2 separate regions of the Mus musculus genome follow, and region 2 is linked to region 1. A link is a contact called in public HiChIP or PLAC-seq data. All regions are on one chromosome and are shown on one strand. Each heading gives the region's core, a stretch centred on a gene start, on an enhancer-like site or on the middle of the called end of the contact. The rest is flanking DNA. Distances are from core to core; before and after follow the strand shown. Region 1 has its middle 6.1 kb from the start of Gm24008. Region 2 overlaps Plxnd1 (plexin D1).

Region 1 (3,899 bases), core at 860-3,359:
GTCTGGAGATAGGATCGCCTGCAAGTCCAACGGACTTCAAACTTGATTTGATGCTAAGGGTAGCCTTGAACTTCTGCGTCTTGTCTACACCTACCAAGTGCTGGGATTACAGGTACACATCACCACACTGTCTAGGAGAGCCATTCTATGGCTCCTGCTAGTGGCAGCCAGACTGCTTTCTCAGAGTGAGGCCCCAACACAATTGTAAGTTCCTCCCTAACAGCAAGCTCTTATTTAAAGTGGTTTTCTTCACTTGCTAGAGAAATTACTCCCTCCCCAAAGTTTTAACATTAATTTATCTGGTTATTAGAGACAATAAACAGCTTCATACCTTTAAAAAAATAAGCTTTTAAAATAAGAATAAAAATGATGATAGGTTGGGCATACCTTTAATCCCAGCACTCAGGAGACAGAGCAGGCAGGTCTTTGTGAATTCAAGGCCAGCCTGGTCTATACAGTGTGTCCCAAGCCAGTCAGAGCTACAAAGTAAGACGCTGTCTCAAAATATAAAATAAATTAAAATATGGTTTTAAATATTTCTTTTATACATTGGATTGGGGAAGACATTTGCATGTCATCCTGTTTAGTCTCCATGCATCTCCGGTGTTATTTTTTTCCTCTTTCTCTTACAGACTTATTTTGTTGTTAATTACATGTAGATCAGCATGTAGGGAAATGGAGACATGCATGTAGTGGTGATGTGTTTATTAAAAGATAAAGAGGGGGGATATGTTTTATGGCTGTGTGGTGAGGTGTGGGGGAAGGAGCCATCGCAGGGCCCATGCTGAGGCATCCCTTCCTCCTGAGGGACCAGCTATAGCACCATAGTATAGAAAAGAGTTTATTCAGGATATGGGGAAGGGAGTTAGGGTAGTAGAGGTGGAGAAAGGCAGAGAGAGAGGGGAGGGGAGGGGAGAGGAGGAGAGGAGGGGAGTAGAGACTGGCCATGAGGAGGACTGAGCAGGAGCAGGAAGGCAAGAGCAAGAGAGAGCAAGAGAGAAAGGAGGGGGCAAGCAGCCCCCTTTATAGAGTGTCAGACATACCTGGCAATCCAGGTAACTGTGGGGCAGAGCTTAGACAGAATGCTAACAGTGGGCATCCAAAAGATCCCCTCAGAGGCCAGAAATGTGCTTTGGCTCTCTGTAGCTGGCGTTGCAGGCTGCTCTGAACTGTACGGTGTGTGTGCTGAGTACCCTGTGCAGGAGTTTAACTGTGATCCATTTCTCAATTTCTTTCTCCATTTGTTAGCCAGATTTCTGCTTCTTTGACAGTTCTGTAGAGAACCAAATTAAAAAGAGGAAAGCTTCGTTCTGGCTCATGGCTTCAGACATTTGGGTTTGTGGTGAGGACAAACATGGAAGCTGGAGCCAAAGGAGGCCGGTTGCCGAGTGAGTGCAAGAGAGGCAGGAGAGGGCTGGAGCTGGGCGGCAGAGTCCACGGAATCCAAACTTTCCTTCCAGGGTCAGGGGCCCTTGGGAGATCACGGAGGTAAACAAGAGGTCACCTTCTGGGAAAGCAGAAACTTGCGAGAATCTGGAAGGTCTTTCTCCAGCTTTCCAGAAGGAATAAACAGCTGTTGGAACAGACTCTGAGCAGCCCAGCTGCAGAGAGGAGATATCTTGGATCTGTCAGCTGCCTGCATGGTGTACAGAGCGCTTCAGGGTTGCTGCTTTTGTGAGTCGTCACTCTGTTTGGGGCTTTTTGGTGATGCAGCTGTTTTTGAGCCACACCTGGTACTGTAAATAACCCCTCACCCACACTCCTGTTAGCAGACCAATAAAATCTCACTAGTTTAACCAAGTTGGACCTTGGTGTGGATGTTTCTTGGTTCTGTCATGGGGTTGGTTCCCTTTCTGAGAGAACAGATGTGTGTGTGTGTGTGTGTGTGTGTGTGTGTGTGTGTGTGTGTGTGTGTGTGTTTGTCTCCCCAGGAAGTCTATCACACACAAAGACTGGTTCCCTTTCTGAGAGAACAGATGTGTGTGTGTGTGTGTGTGTGTGTGTGTGTTGTGTCTCCCCAGTAAGTCTATCACACACAAAGACTGGTCCAACCAGTCCCTTTGAGGACGTGCACCCAATGATCTCACAGCTATTCAGGTAAGCCCCGCCTCTTAAAGGTCTCAGCACCTCCTGCTAGTGCCACAGGGCCAGCCAAGATCCGGGCAGCAACGCCCCGCACATTCTACCACGGAGCCCCAGCCCAGCCGCTTCACAGTGGATTCTTCCTGTGTTATTACTATTCCACAGGATTTGCCTAATACTTATTTACCCAATACTTATCTGTTAAAATAACAAACCTAAGAATGGTCATTGCAACCCAAATCTTTCTGTTTTTACAACCTGAAGTCTCAGCATGCTCCAGGCAAACTCCCTCCTTCCCATGCCTTAATTGCCTCTTCATTTGAGGGAAACACCAGGGGGTTTGGAGTCCTACGGAAAAGATCAGGGAAGAAAGGCGATCCAGGGCTCAGCACCCCAGCCCTGCCGATCTGACCTCGTGTTCAGGAGTACTCCACTTTCCCACAAAAGGTCAAGGACGCTCAAGACTCAACAGAAGGCTCCAGGTGCCAGGAGCGAGCCTTGCCCCAAGCAGGTGCAGAGCTGAAATCCATCGACTGAATCTTAGAAACTTCCTGCTCAATGTTTTTCTCTGTTGCTAGGAAACCTGGTTTCCTTAGCTGGTCACCGGTTAGCACCCCCTCTTGTGTCCAGAAGAGCAAAGTTCATGGTTTCAAACTTACTCCCTCCACTTCCCTCCACTTCCCTCCTCTCTCTCTCTCTCTCTCTCTCTCTCTCTCTCTCTCTCTCTCTCTCTCTCTCTCTCTCCCTTTTCTCCCTCTGTTTCTTTCCTTCTCTGACTTTCCCTCTCTGTCACACACACACACATGGGCGCGCGTGTACATGTGGATGCAGGCGGCCTCAGAGACCACACATGTTGGATCTTCCTGGAACTGGAGTTGCAGGTCACTGTGAGCAGCTCAATGTAGGTGTGGGGAACAGAACCCGGGTTCCCTGGAAGAGCAACATGCACACTTAATCACTAACTCATCTCTCTACTTAATTTTTATCATGGAATACGTAGAAAAGTATCCAGAAGTCTGGCATGCCTTTAATCCCAGCACTCAGTTTTCAGAGACAAGAGGATTTGAGTCTGAGGACAACCTGTGCTACCTGTAGATTCTGTATCTTAAAAACTAAAGAAATGAGAGGGGCTTGGTGGCCCTTGGGAGGCAGAGGCAGAGGCAGAGGCAGAGGCAGAGGCAGAGGCAGAGGCAGAGGCAGAGGCAGAGGCAGAGGCAGAGGCAGAGGCAGAGGCAGAGGCAGAGGCAGAGGCAGAGGCAGAGGCAGAGGAGGCAGAGGCAGAGGCAGAGGCAGAGGCAGAGGCAGAGGCAGAGACAGGTGGGTCTCTGTCAGTTCAAGGGCAGCAGCCTAGTCTATAAATCGAGTCCAGGACAGCCAGGGCTTTGTTACAGAGAAACCCTGTCTAGAAAAACTAAACTAAACAAACAAACAAAAAACAAAGACAGAGGACTTTGCCACTCCCTTATTCAATCAGACATTGACTGCCCAGGAAATCATACATCTCCCGGATCTGCAGGGCTGTGCCTGCATTCTTTTTGCTTTGTGCTTAATTATCAGAATACATATTTAAAAATGGGAAGTTTGTGTAAATAAAGTCACACATTTCATTCAATCTAATGTTTATGGGCACTGGAGAGAAGGCTCGGCCATTGAGAGTGATTACGGATCTTGCAGAGGCCCAGAGTTCAATCCTCAGCACCCACTGGGTGGTTTGCTCACTACTGCCAGGAACTCCAGTCCCAGGGGATCTGACACCCTCTTCTGACTTCTGAAGGTACCGGGCACTCATGTATACATACTTCCACACAGACACACAC
Region 2 (4,350 bases), core at 1,474-3,973, 260 kb after region 1:
GGGTCTCTTGGTCACATCTGTCAAGGCAAGAATTAGTGCTAGGACACCTGTGTGTATATGAGGTCACCCTCTGGGACAAGGACACATCTCCTGGGGTACTGGTTTTCCTCTGTCCTCCCTTTTGCCCTCTCCCTTTGGAGACAGCGTCTCAGTATGTTGCTCAGACAGGCTGGCCTCAAGTACTAGGGTCCCACATGCGGGCTGCCACTCCCATCAGCCTCTCTAGCTTCCTCCCGCTATGTGCTTGCCACAGGGGCCAAGCTGACCTCAAATTTGCCATTTCCTGCTTCAGCCTCCCTGGTGCTGACATTACAGATAGGTAGTCATGGGATATTTCATGTTACTACTAGTTCCTTTCCTAATAACACAGGGGACATTCCCCTTAAGGGGAACACTGACCAAGCTAGACCAGCGAAGAGTCTATTGAGAAACCCCTTACACCACCGTTGAGCTCCTGGATCCAGCGGTGCCTGAAGGTGACTGTTCACAGGCATTAGCTGATTAACTCCATGGCCAGAGCCAGTCTGGGCTTTTCCCTTACAGGGTTCCCTTTCCTGTTTCCACCCAGGCCATCAGACGGCTTTTCCCATTTGCCGACCTGACCTGCAGGCTCGGGAAGCTGTGTATGGTTACACGTAGGACAGGGATGAGTGCACAGGAGACGGGGAGAGGTCAGCGGCTACCATCGTGCAGGTGTGCACAGAGCCTGCTCTGGTTCACACAGGTTGGCACAGATCTCTCCTCGCCTAGCTGGAACTGCCAGGGCGCAATGCTAGGTGGCTAGGATCCCAAACGTGCTCCTGGAAAGATGGAGCTGCAGGAGTGCCCAGACTCCTACAGTGTCTCCAAGCTCAAGAGGGCAAGCGCTGGCATCCCAAGCCAGCCAACAAGCATCAATAGACCCAGTGACCAGGGCCTCCTGGCCTGCTGCCACTTGCTGTGGTCCAGCCCGCAGTCTGTGATGGCTGTCAATACCCATCAAGCCACTCAGCCACTGGCTCCAGCACTGTGCCGCCCTGTGGTTTGGAACACACCAGGCTCTGATCCAGCTACCGCTTCCCATCCTGCTTCCAGAGCTTGACATCATGTTGCCCTGGGAGCACTAGGCTCTGAGAGGCAACACTGGCCCCGGAACACCTGGCACCTTCCTGCCTCTTCTCATCCCAACCCCGGAGCCAACCCTAGCAGCCTCCCCGTGGGAGCCACTGGGACCACGTGCACGTGGCTGCAAGCACAACCTTCAGGGCCCCCTTTCCAGGAGCCAGGGGTCCCGGAGGATATGCAGACCCTCTTGCCTGCCGTCTGCCTGGGAGGCCTGGCGCCTCCACAGCTAACTGGCACTTAATTAAATGCCAAGTCGAGCACTGGTTCAGACCCTTGCACAGGCCTTGGTGAAGCTGCCTCTTCTCCTGCCAGATTACAGTAATGCTCTCCGACAGCCCCTCTGGGGCTGGCCCACTCCTGCCCTGAGGGAGAGCTGCAGACCTGGAGAACAAGCCGACTGCCAGCATCAGACACACCTCCCAGCTGCTGAGCTCCTATGCAGGTGTCAAGACCCACACAAAATCCTTTTAGGAGATGTCTCTGCTGGGCACCCATGCACAGTAGCCACAGATTCTAAAATCATCTAGGTGCCAAGTATAGGGCTGGTGCCTCCTGGAGTAATTCCAGATATCTAATTTAGCCCTTGCTGTGGGCCTCACTTTACAGAGGGAGAAAGACACAGAAAGGGTCAGCAGCTTGCCTGGGATCACACAGCCACAGGTCAGAGCTAAGGCTTTGAGCCTGTGGTAGGAAAGACAGAACTACATCTAATTGGCTTTTCCCCAGTGCTTAGCACAGACTTCAGTATACAAGCAGCACTCAGTGAGCGCTGGTGGATTGTAAGGTGGGCCCCTGGTCCTTCAGGGTTGGCATGTACCAGGCAGATGCAATGGATACTTCTGGTCTTCAGCAGCCACCAAGTCCCTGCTGTGTATGCAGCTTAGGGTTGTAGGTAAGGACATGTCATAACTAGGATGCCCCCCAACCCCAGAGCCACAGGGATAATGGGCCTAGACTAACCATATCCCAACACCCAGAGCGTCTCTCAGTATGACCATAGGCCACTCCTGGGCCTGTCAGTGAGAAGCCCTGTTCTGTGTGCACTCTGTGAGCTGGGTGTGGTTTCTGCATGCTGCTGAAGGCTGGCCTGAGGGTCCGGCTGAGGCTGTGGCAGCCCCTCCCAGGGTGCACAGCCCTGACATAAAGCAAGGGGAGGTATGTCTAAGCTCGAGGCACCGCTACTCCCCTGCTAAGGTCTGGGAATTTCACGTGTGACCCCTGAAAGAGGGAGGAGCCTTCCAGGGTGAAGGTGACATACCATGGGAACAGAGCCATGGGTCTTAGTACCTAACTCTATATTTCAAAGAAAGGCAGAGGGATTTGGGTTCAAGGCCTCCCAGGTAGGTGGTCTTGAATAAGCCACCTCCTCTTACAGCCATAGGGACAAAAGATTGAAGTGTCTGAGAAACCGTAAACAGGGGATGACAATGTTCCACCCTTAGTATCTGCTGTGGATGAAGGGCACAGCTTCAGCCTGGCTCGGACTTTCCAGAAGGTCACACTGTAGCCCTGAAGTGTCGCCTCTAAGAACCAGCTTTCCTGGAGTAGTTACCCAGAGAGATTCAAGGGCAGGGGAGGAAAAAAGGCCACCAGCTTGCCCAGCCACAGGGACTGGCTGAACACGCAGTGATGAGTCAGTCCCCTGCCCCACCCCACCCCGGGCTGTTAGTGCAATGCCAGGACTATGGTAACTTTAAAATCAAGAGAAGTGGGTACTAAAGCCGTGGGTGGGGTAGACCCAAGACAAGACTTACCGTGGGGTTTGGCGAGTCCTGGCACTGAGACTGGTTGGAGACACATGAATGCAGCTGGATGCACCAGGAGCAAGGCCACTGTGTGGACAGGCAGCTGGTACAGCTGGAAGACAAGGGGTCCCTCAGAAAGGATGACCCTAGTGCCTTGGAGAAAGGGGGCAGATGGGCCATCTTGCTTGGTAGTGAGCTTTCCACTAATGAGAGGTATGCAAGGGAGAAACAGGTAGACTCTTTTAGTCTGCCTCTGCCAGTCTGGTGTCAGTTTGCAGGGCCTGGCTGGTCAAAGCTTGCTACATGCAAGGGAAAGGTATGGGATCCTGTCTGTTGTGTGTACTGCATCCCGTCTGTTGTGTGTTCCAGGGTCTGAAGCTGTTCTCCAAGTTGTGTGGGGCCTGTTCCCCCTCCCGCTGCCCACTTACGCTGTATGGGGGTAGACTTGTCCAATTCGGCTGCAGTCGTAGATGGTGAAATTGGCTGAGACAATGTTGTGTCCTTTGACCCTTACAGACATCTCAACGGTCACGTGGTCTGGAAAGTAATCAGAGATACAAATGTCGTCATCCACAGGTGATGCTGGCAGGGTCCCACCCTTGGGCTGGCATCACAGCCAGGCACTCACCCTGGCCAGCAGGAAAGGATGGAAACTGGGCCCTGGGCAGGAGATTGCAGTAGGCAATCTGATGATCATAGGCAGGGCCAGGTACCCGGGCCACCGTTCGAACGCCATTTCCATAGTCACAAGCCATCTCCATGCCGCTGAGGCTGGGCAGGCTTCCTGAGATCTGTAAGATCATACCCTGGGGGAGAGATGCCCTCAGGTGAGGCCCAGGTTGTGCCCCTTACAGATCCTATCGCAGAGCATCTGTCTGATCCTGCCTGAGTGTCTCTCCGAAAAAAACAAAACAAAACAAAAAACACAACGGTTTGTCTCGAGGGAAGCCAAGGCTCTCTACTCGGACGACACCCTGGGGCTTTAGTGTTTCCACTTGAGGCTCCTCATCTCAGAGGTCACACAGGCTCTGTCAACCAGGCGTTGCGACACAGCTTGCAATCCCAGCACTTGGGAAGCTGGGGCAGGAGGATTGCTACAAGTACAAGGCTGGACTGGGCTATGGTATCTCAAAACAGAAGGCCTCTGCAGCACACGCTTGCTAGGCCCCCACTCTCCAACCCCAGACACGTGGACCTCACTCCCACCTTAGGGCCCCTGGACTGTAGTTTGCTATGAAGCTATCTTCCTCATACTCCACACCCTCTCCCAGAGCAAGGCTGGTGGGCACCGTTTTCTTGCCTACCATTGTGCCCCACCTGACTCTATTCTGCATGCAATCCCACCTCTATATTTTACCTGTCCTATTCTCTCCCTTCAAGAGCACTTCAGCTCCTCCCAGGCCAAGGGTTGGTCCCCAGAGTATGTACTCACACGGCACCCAGTAAGTGCTCAGTACAATGTGAATGGACAAGGGGATGAGTGACTGTGCCTATCCCAGGC

Evidence for each region. HiChIP or PLAC-seq counts read pairs in DNA pulled down with a chosen protein or histone mark.
Region 2: a contact with region 1 is called in a FOXA1 HiChIP or PLAC-seq map of pancreatic cancer cells. The contact joins two enhancer-like sites. A contact is called at or near these places in 1 of 115 datasets of contacts at active chromatin or transcription factors (pancreatic cancer cells) and 2 of 9 other capture datasets (liver and pancreatic islet).

Annotation. Positions count from the first base shown.
Region 1 is chr6:115,715,767-115,719,665 of GRCm38.p6, forward strand. No RefSeq gene overlaps it. Among named protein-coding and RNA genes, the nearest start is that of Gm24008, 6.1 kb to the right of the region's middle. Within about 2 kb of position 2,110, at least 261 of the 459 cell types and tissues checked have an H3K27ac peak or open chromatin away from gene starts, as enhancers often do. A contact at or near this core is called in pancreatic cancer cells, where this site is marked.
Region 2 is chr6:115,973,093-115,977,442 of GRCm38.p6, forward strand. Plxnd1 (plexin D1) reads right to left here. Exons shown (of 36, transcript NM_026376.3): 6 at 3,478-3,655; 7 at 3,278-3,386; 8 at 2,859-2,961. Among named protein-coding and RNA genes, the nearest start is that of Plxnd1, 20 kb to the right of the region's middle. Within about 2 kb of position 2,724, at least 43 of the 459 cell types and tissues checked have an H3K27ac peak or open chromatin away from gene starts, as enhancers often do. A contact at or near this core is called in pancreatic cancer cells, where this site is marked.